Linked DNA regions of Rattus norvegicus: region 2 is linked to region 1. The links are chromatin contacts, called in public Hi-C maps. All regions are on one chromosome and are shown on one strand. The core of a region is the stretch at or near the end of the contact, and the rest is flanking DNA. Distances in the headings are between cores, read along the strand shown.

The links. Hi-C and Micro-C count contacts between places; a contact is called where the count stands out from the background.
Region 2: a Hi-C map of Schwann cells shows a contact between it and region 1, with 6 times the contacts expected there. The contact joins two enhancer-like sites. A contact is called at or near these places in 3 of 12 Hi-C or Micro-C datasets (the Rat2 cell line, Schwann cells and mammary epithelial cells).

Annotation. Positions count from the first base shown.
Region 1 is chr1:25,023,161-25,028,490 of GRCr8, forward strand. No RefSeq gene overlaps it. Among named protein-coding and RNA genes, the nearest start is that of 1700020N01Rikl, 190 kb to the right of the region's middle. Within about 2 kb of position 3,306, at least 49 of the 93 cell types and tissues checked have an H3K27ac peak or open chromatin away from gene starts, as enhancers often do. A contact at or near this core is called in Schwann cells, where this site is marked.
Region 2 is chr1:25,202,809-25,208,055 of GRCr8, forward strand. All of the region lies in intron 2 of 1700020N01Rikl (RIKEN cDNA 1700020N01 gene like), which reads right to left. Among named protein-coding and RNA genes, the nearest start is that of 1700020N01Rikl, 9.0 kb to the right of the region's middle. Within about 2 kb of position 2,948, at least 31 of the 93 cell types and tissues checked have an H3K27ac peak or open chromatin away from gene starts, as enhancers often do. A contact at or near this core is called in Schwann cells, where this site is marked.

The sequences.
Region 1 (5,330 bases), core at 2,056-4,555:
TAATCCCAACTTTCTTTTCACAAAGTCTTTAGAGATGGGGCGAAGAGAACATTCCTGCACTGCAGCTGACTGAGTAACCTCAGGGCTCACATGGGTCCAGCCACAGGATGAGCTGGATAAGGCTGTGTTCTAGGGCTTAGGGTCGGATCCCACGCAATTCAATGGTGGCAGCACAGGGGTGAGGGTGGGGAGGGGAGGAAGTTGGAAGGGGGAAGCAGATGATCTTTTAGCAGGCAGATGCTTCTATAAGATGTCCTCCAAGCCAGCCATTCTCTCCTCAAAGCCCAGAGAACAAGCTGCATATAGGATATAGGAAGACTGCTATGCCCCCGTGTCCATGAAGACTGATGAGGGAGGCTATCTACTTTTGTGCTGTGCAGGAAGGCCCCAACCTCAGCTTCCTGCTTTCCTGTCCTGCCTCTCGGATGAGGCCTCTTGAGTGAGCTTTTCATGTTTTTGAGAAGCTGATTCTCGTAGAAACGACATATATTTCCTCATTAAGGAAAGCCGGAGAACTAGGGATTGTTTTCATCTCAAAAACTCAGACTGTGAAAGAGATTTAGGACCAGTTGTTAAGGGAGGGAACGGCAGTTGGCACCCAAACCTTTCCAAGATAATTAGCTGCCCTTGGTAGGGAACATAGAAATGAGTTTAAAAGATTTTTCTTGCCTACTTTTCTCTCGTCTTCATCTTTTACTTCGGCTGAGTACAGTAAAAAGTTTCTGCAGTAGTCAACCTTTGGGCACGCCGCCAAAGACCACAGAGCAGTTGGCTTCTCTTAAGGCCTGTGAAGCGTTTGGCCACTTGAACCCTGCAAAAAGGGGAAGAGTGGAAAGGTTAGGGATTCTGGATGCTCGGGAGATTTTCTGAAGACGGAAGAGGACAGAAACCGTAGACACAGAAGCAGAAACAAACAAAGAAAATGCTTACTGCCCCTAAGGGATCAGCTTTCCCTGGGCATCAGCCATTTTTTTTCTTCTCAGTGTAAACGGTTGGGAAACATATGTGATTTTTTTTCACATGGTCTTTCTTTAGTTCTTGCTTGATATCAGTTACCTAAGACTTCATCTCTGGTATTAGTAGGTAAAAAGGTAAGATTGGAGACAGAATAAGGATCGGAATGGTAGCCTTTGGACGTTATATATATTGAAGGTCATAGGATAGAGGTGTGCTTCTGGAATCATCTGTCATGCTGCATTCTTTCATATGAGGCTATGCATGGATGTGCTGTTGTATAGGATGGAGAAGGGTCTAATGTGGGCAATAAAGGCAGCTGAAACCACAGGCCAGACATCCCTCATAGCCCAGAGAATTTAGCAGTGTTTTTCACAGAGGCTGCCCTCAGTGAGTCAGACTCTATCCCTGCCTGCTATTTCCTGCCTGCCCTGGAGCAACTCACCTCCATTTGCCTCTCGTGTAGCCTGGGACTGAAGACCTCAAACCATAGTGTGTAGTTGTAAGGCCTAACCAGCATGCTAGCGTGTATATAGGACTTAGGCAACGTCTGATGAGTGGTGTTGGTTTGTACATATACATCTACAAATTATCTCGTGTATATTGTATATGTCTATCTGACTGTGCACACATAAGATGAGTCTGTTGTCAGTTCGAACTATTTACGGTATACGGCAGAAGGATATTGAGGTTTTTGAAAGCAGATATAAAAAAAAAATGCCACAGAGCATGGAATTCCCTGCCGTTTCCAGTTTCCATGTCTGTGGTTCAGGATGGTACAAGTCTTTCTTTTTACCTTTTCATGATCCATCTTTGTGATGGTTATGCATAAACAAGTCCTCTACCTCCCTAGACCTTCTAAAAGGCTGACTACTGAACTTTACACCTCAGCATCGGGGGGTTCAGAAAAATATCCAAGTATAGGATCTGCCCCTCACCAGGGTCATCATCATCCTTGCTCTCTGCAGGGTCTCTTGTTTGTTTCGGTGTCACCAGGGTGAAGTCCTGAGTCAGGCTGGATGGAATTCCTTAACTGCAACTTCGCTTAGACTAATTGGGTAGTGTTCTGACTTAGAAAACACATTGTTCGTGGTTCTGCTGTTTGTTTCCAAGGGAGTCCCAGGAAGGGGCGAAGGCTCATAAATATGACTAGTTGTGTGCTTGTGATTCATGTAGTCAAACCGGGAAGGAAGATCTGAAGTCAGGCAAGCCTCTCGAGGTCGCAGCCATCCCAGTCGCCCTCGGCATGTACGAAATTTCTTCCTGTTGACTCACAGCTCTGTGGAACTTTTATGGGCTCTGCTGCTGTTTGACTGGTGCCTCCCACCGTTCCAGAGCTGGCCATTCATGCTGTTTCCAGCTCAGTTTATCAGCCTCCAACTCATGAGTGTAAATATTGACTTATGGCTGTGTGGTATTACGATTCCTCAGCCATGTAAAATGATACACTTGAGGAGCATGCAGAAAATATTGTCCTGTTCCACTACTTGAACAAGGCTAGTGTGCAGGGGAAGGGACGAGTGTAGACAAACAGCACAGATTTAGAGCACCTGCTACCTGAGCCAGCTGCTCCATTAAGAGATTTGTTTTTTAAGGCAGAAGACAGAGTCTAAGTGGCTTAAGTGTCTATTGATCCATCCAGGCATCCAGGGAAACGGTTGTGTGACCTGCTTTTGGAGCACCCCTGATTCTGGGCTCTCTCTCTCTCTCTCTCTCTCTCTCTCTCTCTCTCTCTCTCTCTCTCTCTCTGTCTCTGTGTGTGTGTCAGTGGCAGCTGTTTGCCACCGATAGATGGACTATCCACCTACCTCCTGTGTTTCAGTGTCCTCACCTGAATGAGGATTGTGATGTCTACTTGGAAGGGTTGTCAAAACCAAATAACATGCTTAAGGAACTTCCACGGTGCTTGGCACAGGAGCGCTGCCAGCACGTGCTGAGTGGATAGCGCTCACCACTTGAGAAAAATGTGCAGAACTGAACCTGATAGGGCAGATTTGGAGGCAAGTTTTCTGACTAACCTTCCAATCTTTTCAGAAGGAAGTGAAGTTGCTTTTTCATCTTCACAATCCTCTAGAGGCGGGGTTTGGGTTTCTGTTGTCTCCCCCCCTCCCCCGTTCCCCTTCGCTCCCCCCTCCCACCCTCAGAATCCAGAAGCTCACACAGCCTCACATACTGTAGGAAAAATTCATTTGAGGAACAGGTTTCTCAAGCGTTTTCTTCTCTGAAGCGTTTTTGAAATTAAAGCAATATTCTTTTCCCTAAAAGAAACAATGTTGCGCACAGAGAGGCCCTCCCCAGGCTGAGCCAGCCAGCTGGATTGAGGTCATGTTGAATAGCCGCCACTGTCTGAGGCCCAGCCTGTGTGCGGTTCCACTCCTCCCTTGCTGTAGATGCTACTCCAGGCTCAGATGCTCACCCATTCCTTATGCTTAGATATCCTCAGTTCCCTTCTTTTTGGGGGTGATCCCGACTGTGCCTGGTTTAGGATACCTGGTGCCTTGACACCCCCACCCCACCCCCACCCTACCTCCTCCTCTATCATAGCCAAGCTTGCTTTAACTCCGTCAGCCCTCTCACCTCCCACTGTACACGTCGGTACCTGCACAGCTTTCTTTGCTTCTGTCTCCCCTCCTTCTGTAGGAGACTCGGTGTAGCTCCGTCTCTTCCTTTTTATGCATTTGTCACACTGATTAGGAGCAAGTGGGGAGTAGCCCACGTCTCCACCAGCCTGTAGCTGGAGACATGTTTGATTTACCTGGATGTATAACTTTGTCCTCACTGCCTAGGGCAGTTCCTGCTGCTGTCTACTCTTGTTTACCTGCATATTGATTTGTCTTAAAAAGCCACTGCCTAGGGTCACTAAGTGGAAACAATAACAATGTGGTAACAGTAATGGACCTTTCATTGGTGTTGATTTTGGTTCTTTTGGTTCTTTCACTGCGCAGTCCAGGCTGCCCTTAGAGCTCCCCCCCCACCCCCGCCCCCCCAGTGCTGGGAAGTATAGGCACTCGATTCCACATCCAGCTAATAACGAACATTGTAAGTTGCTACATACAGTTTTTCTAGACTCATTCTCTCTCTTTTCCCTTTCCCTTTTTTCTCCCCTCGCCCACGACGTGGACTGAATTTCTTCAGAAATCTGAGAGCAGGAAACACCTGAGGCACAGAGTAGTAGTTAACGCCTCACCCCGGCTCACGCTCACGGCCAGTAAGTACACTGAGGTCTACATCTCAGCGGGGCCGCATTGCAAAGACTTGTGTGAGCATGGCTGAACGAATACACAGAGATGCAGGCTAAGTTCTTCAGGAAGGACAAAGGCATTGTGTAAGCACTCCTTTTTTATGGAAGAGGGAGGAACACTGACTATGGAGACAGAATTGCTTCCTGGTGGAGGGAGGAAGCCCCTGAAAAGTAGCACCAGGTCCCCTTTCCCAATTAAGAAGCATCAGTGAGGCGGGGTTGTCTAAAGATGCCTGTTCCAGGCTGCCTAGCCTTCGGCCTCTGGTCTGGCTGGTTAGTGATGCCATCAGCCCTTGGCCAGCAAGGCGTCTGGTTGGTTTCCTCCTTCAGTCTGCTCTGCCCTCTACTCCGTGTCCAGTCGGCTTCTCTCTGTTTTCATGTTGGGCTTGCAGATCACTTTCTTGAGAGAGCCACAAGGTTAAGTAGTAACCGTGGTATTGGTATTCCATATAGGTCGCCGCTCCCTTCGTGCCTGTCTGGGCTTCCTGTTTCCTTCCTTATTTGTCACACTGGACTGTCTTTCCCAAGAGACGGAGGGCTCCTGGGGGCAGTGCGGTGCATCCTTCCCCCTCGTGTCTCATGTATCAAGGGAACATGAGGGTTTGGCACTCAGTACAGGCTTGTGTTGACGAATGAATGGAATGGTGACTAGGTCCTGGAAAACCTTTCCTAATCCTCACAAACATTCCCTCCCCTCCCTTCCTCCTCTGCTCATCAAGAGCATAAAATAAAAGCTCCTTGAGAAACAACACAGTCGGCTCACTTATGGTTACGTGATAAAACGTGATGGCCTTTGTAGTTGAATAGGCTTGGATTCAGATCCTTCTTAAGCATAGTTTAATGCTTCTACTCCTGCTCTTCTCCTCCATGAAGTAGGTATAACACGTCTCTCCCAGGCTTGCAAGGGACCTCCACGGTAATTCAGGTTGAGTAGCTGGTATCCAAAATCATACCATGAATGTTTCATATTTATCTGCAAATGTACACGACATCTCTCGGCGATAGGACATGCCTCTAGACATGAAATTCACCTGTAGTCCTGTATCTGTGTACGCCTTCTACATACACATAGCCTGAAGGTAATATTAACTACCATTTTCAGTGCACTTGTGTTTAGATTGCAGCCTGTCAGGTG
Region 2 (5,247 bases), core at 1,698-4,197, 180 kb after region 1:
CATTGCACACTGACTCAGACACCGTCTGGGTCGCTGTGGGGAGATGCAGAACTACTTCTAGTGTTAATTATCTTATCCACAGACAAGATGGTGGTGATGTCCACACTGAATGAAGCACCTTAGTGTTCAGTACAGCACCTGAGCAGCACGGCTCTGAGGGATACATAGCTCTTTGGGTGCAGAGAGATCAGGTTCAGGGGCTTGTTTAATTGCTTCCTAAATCTGTTACTATTTGAAAGTCAATTTCTCTTAAGCCTCAGTTTCTTCCTGTGAGAAATGGGAATAATTTACTCCACATAGCCACTATACGTGAGGCATCTAGCACAGTTCATAGCAGGCAGTAAGGACTTGGTAGGATTATAACGGAATGCAGAACTGGCCTTAAATAAACACAAGGGCCTTTACTCTTGTTGCTAGAAATAGTATAAGTGGTAACAGTAATCCACCTAGAGGATACAGTGTTGTTACACAGACAGGAGCTGTGCTCGTTTTCCATGCAAGCAGCAAAGATTCCACAGGAAGTGCAGGATGCATGTGCAGGGACAAAGTGTTCAGAAGGAACAGTGCCCCACCACAGAGGGCAGATGTGTTTTCACATCTGGAATCACTTTCCCCAGTCTCCGCCCCTACGTCTACTAGAAGACAGGATGATAGGAAGCCCAATGCTACAGGATTGCTCTGAGGTGTAAAGGCAATGATGCTTAGGAAGTGTCCCTCAGTGTTAGTCCTACAGCTGCTGTAGTCCATTCCATTAATGGTGCTCTTATTTTTATCACGCCTGTAGTCACTTCATGTCTATCTTATTACGTGCCTCTCATGTCCACGCCTGCTCATCGTCTGTCATCGGCGCATCTAGAGAGGAGAGCTGTGTCTCACTTTAAACTGTGTCATTTGCTTTTAATGGTGACAGTGACAATAATCACAGTGAGACATTGCCTTAGTCATTTGCTTTACATACTGTTTGAGAGTTAAAAGGCTTCTGCACAGTGTGGTACTTATAAGCATAGCTGGTTCTCCTCATTATGCTGGACGCACAGGCCTCCATTTTCTTTCTCATGGTCATGCTCAAACACCCTAATGACACATAGGGCATACTGTTCACACAAGGCTTCTCATGACAGAATGACTGGCACAGCCTTACTTTCCTAAATAGTTTGCTGATTCACTTGTTCCATTTTTGAACACCAACAGATTGGCACTGGTGACATCTGCTAATTATTTGCTTTTCCTCGTGACTGGCATAGGACTGCCATCTGCAGCAATCGCTGTAATATGATCAGTGTGAGGCTTACACCGCCCGGTCCACGACCAATTTGCAGTAATGAGTAGCCTTGTCTATTTTTCTGTTTCCCCTAGAGGTATCATTATTTATCATGTGTTGGAAACACAGCTTCCAGAAGTTCAGCAAAAACCTAGTAACACCTAACTGCAGGAGGAAATCTCACTCTGTTCCCAGCAATGGCTTATCAAGTCAGATGGCATTGACCTACCAGTCACATAGTTAAGATTCCAACGTCTCTCTTCGGTTGTTCCCTACCCATGCTAGTAGGGAAGCAGCCTTGGAGGATGCTGAGGACCCTATTTCCTATACTGTGTGTCCCCTTTTAGTCCCTGAGACTAGAGTTAAAGATGTTGAGAAATCCCCTGAAATATGTTTTGCTGCTGTTTGTACACCGTCATCTTGAGACTTCACTGACAGGTTAATGCTGCTTCTTTAATTCAGAGTACATTAAATTATACCTAGAAACTCACTAAGAGATTGGCTTGTTTGGTTTTGTAATGCTTCAATAAGATTAGAAAGGCGATGGCCTCCAAACATGGTATGATTTCATTCGCTAATTCCTCATTCATTCAACGTGAAGGTCAAAGGTCAAAGCTCACAGACACTGGGTTTATTTTTTTTTTTTTCACCATTCAGTGGTTTACCAAAAGAAATGTAGGAAAATGTTTCCTTGCCCCCTAGTGCACACAGCCTGCTACTGCAAACAATGACTTGGCTCAGGGAACTCATCATGGCTAACTGAATGATTAAACTGTTATTCACTGAACGTGCCACATGTTGAAATGGAAGCCCCTTCAAGGGTTTCTTTCTGTTCTCATCTCCAATTCTTACACACAGTAGGAGTACAAAGGTCTATCTCTTAGTGAATGGATGAGCTCGAAGTTGAATAGACCGATATTAAATGTGGCCATTTTTCTATTAGGTTTTCAGTCAATCCCAAGCTAAGCTTGCTCTGCAGTATAATTCAGAGATCACAGAATGGGGGAAGAAGGGGTGGGAAGGAAGGGCAGGATGAATCAGGAAACACTTCCATAAGCCTAAGTATAGAAAGAGCAGGACTTCTTTCTAAAGCCCACTTGCTTGTCCCATTCGACTTATAATACTGGATTTTCCTCCAACACTCTGTCTGCACTTTGGACAGCAGCTTAGGTGGTAGTCAAGCCACCGTATTACCTGACTGAGCATGAGGGCCTCTGTAGTTCTGTTCTCCATACTCCTACCCTGGGCGTAAACTGTAGTTGTGACTTTCCTTTTACAATGGAAGCAAAGAGCACACACAGATCTGAGCCCATTGTCCACTGTCACACAAAGGTTGACAGCCAACCTGGATCCTCTCCAGAGCAGCAATGGAGGGAAATCCCCAGAACTCCAGGCCTTCTGGTAGTTTGCGAGGCTTACAACTGACCACAGCCCGTTGGTTAAAATGACAACAATAGACAGTTACCTCTGTAATGTTTAATGGGGAAAGATAGGAAAATCCCTGAGGGCTGCTCTGAAGTTTTTCTTCTTGCTTGGTGCAAGAGGAGTGTGGACTCCTTCAAAGGCGGAGCAGAGAGTCCTTTCCCTACGGATCAATCTCAAGTCCAATCAACACTGGAGGCCGTGGGAGGTCCAGACAACACAGGCCACTTCTGCTAAAGCCTGAAATGTGAAAGGAAATGCCACTCTGCACAGTCAGTATTATGTGTAAGCCTTCCCCTCCCTATCTGGAAGATATCAGTAGGGAGGAAAGACTGAGAAACAGAAACCATATGCAAATTCCATTGGTTTAACAATACAACGAATGGTTTCTTACTGAAATCCTTTTGCCAAGTATTTAAGATTGACAGTGTACTGAGTTTGGTGGTCATGACATAATAAAATGAAGCCCTCGGTCTTAGGGACTTTATATTTCGAAAGCAGGAAAATAATAGAGTTTGGTCAAGACACAGACAGGAAAACTCCAAAGCCTAACAAGTTCTGTAGGGATGGAGTAGCGGGACAGAGTGAGTAGATGGTGGTTTCAGATCTGTGCTGTCTCCTGCAGTAGCCATGAGCTACATGTGACTTAGCACATTTAAAATGTTGCTAGTGGGGCTGGAAAGGTAGTTCAGTGGTTAAAAACATTTGTTCTTGTGGAGAATCCAGGTTTGGTTTTCAGGACACGCCAATGTGCAGCTCCAGTTCCAGGGATCTGACACACTCTGCTGACCTCTGCAGGTACCAGGGCATACCCTGCGGACATAATACACGCAGGCAAAACATTTATACACATTAATAAAACCTAAAGATTTCCCATCACTAGTCCAGATTGAGATGTGCTTGCTTTAAGAGATGGTCAGACTTACTGTGCAAAACAAAAGAATACAAAGTATCTCCTAATAGTGTCTTTAACAAGGCAGGGGGATGGTTCAATGGAGAAGAGCATCTGCCATTCAAGCACAAAGGCCTATATTTGAGACCACTGCATCCACATAAAGCCAGCATGGCTGTGCATGACTACACCCCCAGTATTAGGGAGTGGAAGCAGGTAGGTCCCTAGAATTTGCTGCTAGCTAAAGCAGTGAGAGACCCTGTCTCAAAAAGTAAGAAAGATGTGCAAAAGGATATGTGATGTCCTCCTCTGGCATTCATGTGACTGCAAATGGGCACACACATGTGCATGCATGCACCTGTGAGCTTATCGTGCACGCGATTTCATACTCAAGTCTTGAGAGAATACTATTTTAGATATATTGGACTAAGCCAAAATATTACTGAATTATCTTTTAACAATGCAAATGTTGCTACATAAAGCCCACTCATGAGACCCACCTTATACATTAGATGACAGCATAGCCAGGGAGCACTACATGTGGAGGTGAGAACACATGAGAAGAGAATGGTCATGTGACGGTCTAGGAGTCCTTCATGGGTAAGATCATTTGTAAAGGGGGTTGGGGATTTGCTCAGTGGTAGAGCGCTTGCCTAGCAAGCGCAAGGCCCTGGGTTTGGTACCCAGCTCCGAAAAAAAAGAAAAAAGGAAAAAAAAAGGATCATTTGTAAAGAACCGGAGGTGGAATGGCTTGAAGAGGAGGTGGGGGTGGGGGGAATAGCGTGCCTGGACAGATGGAGCAGAGGCAGCTGAAGAGAGAGGCCCTGAGGTAAGGAGTCTGCTCACTCAGAGCTTTAGCTGTTATGACCACAAGCTGCAGAAGCAGATTTGCTTCTGGGCAGGTATGCAAAATTCAGTATTCAACATGGACTCTCTTATAAAATACCACAGCAGAATTCACCTAGAATATCTCTATGCCAATGAAGCTTTAAACTGGAAGATGCATTATTTAAGGCCAGCTTCCGAGGACAGACATCCCCCATCTTGGCCACACTTCTTAAGCCTGTCCAAACAGCATCACTGACATTGGTGGCTTAAATGAGAAGTCACTCGTGATCTTAGAATTTGAATACCTGATTCCCAATTGGGACTGACTGACTGAGGAGGCTTAGGAGGTGTGGTCAAGGAGAAGAAAGTTCATCACTGGGGCAGAGGGCTGTGAGGTTTAAGAGCCTCTCACCATCCCCAGTTTGCTGTCTCTAGTTCTTGTTTGTGGTTCAAGATGTGAGCTCCTGGCTGCTGCTCCAGTTATGGCTGCCTGCTGCTATGATTCTCCACACTAATAGTGATGTCTCTGGAACTGCAACCCCATAACTAACCCTTCCCTCTTTAAGTGGCCTTGGTCAAGGTGTTTTATCAAAGAGACAGGAAAGTAACTGATACTGAAGGGAGTCCAAGTACACCTGCAATGTGTGTGCATGATCTAGGAGATAAAATATTGCAGTTAGTCCCTCTTACCTTATGAGTCTATCAAGTATAAATAAAATTTTTTCTTGGGCTACTTCTAGAAGAAGAAACTGGACATAGGTTTTCTCCCTTCTCAATGGAGTACTAAGATTGTACCAAATCACTTAATGGCCTCAAAGTCAAATACAACTTGTTCTTATATGCA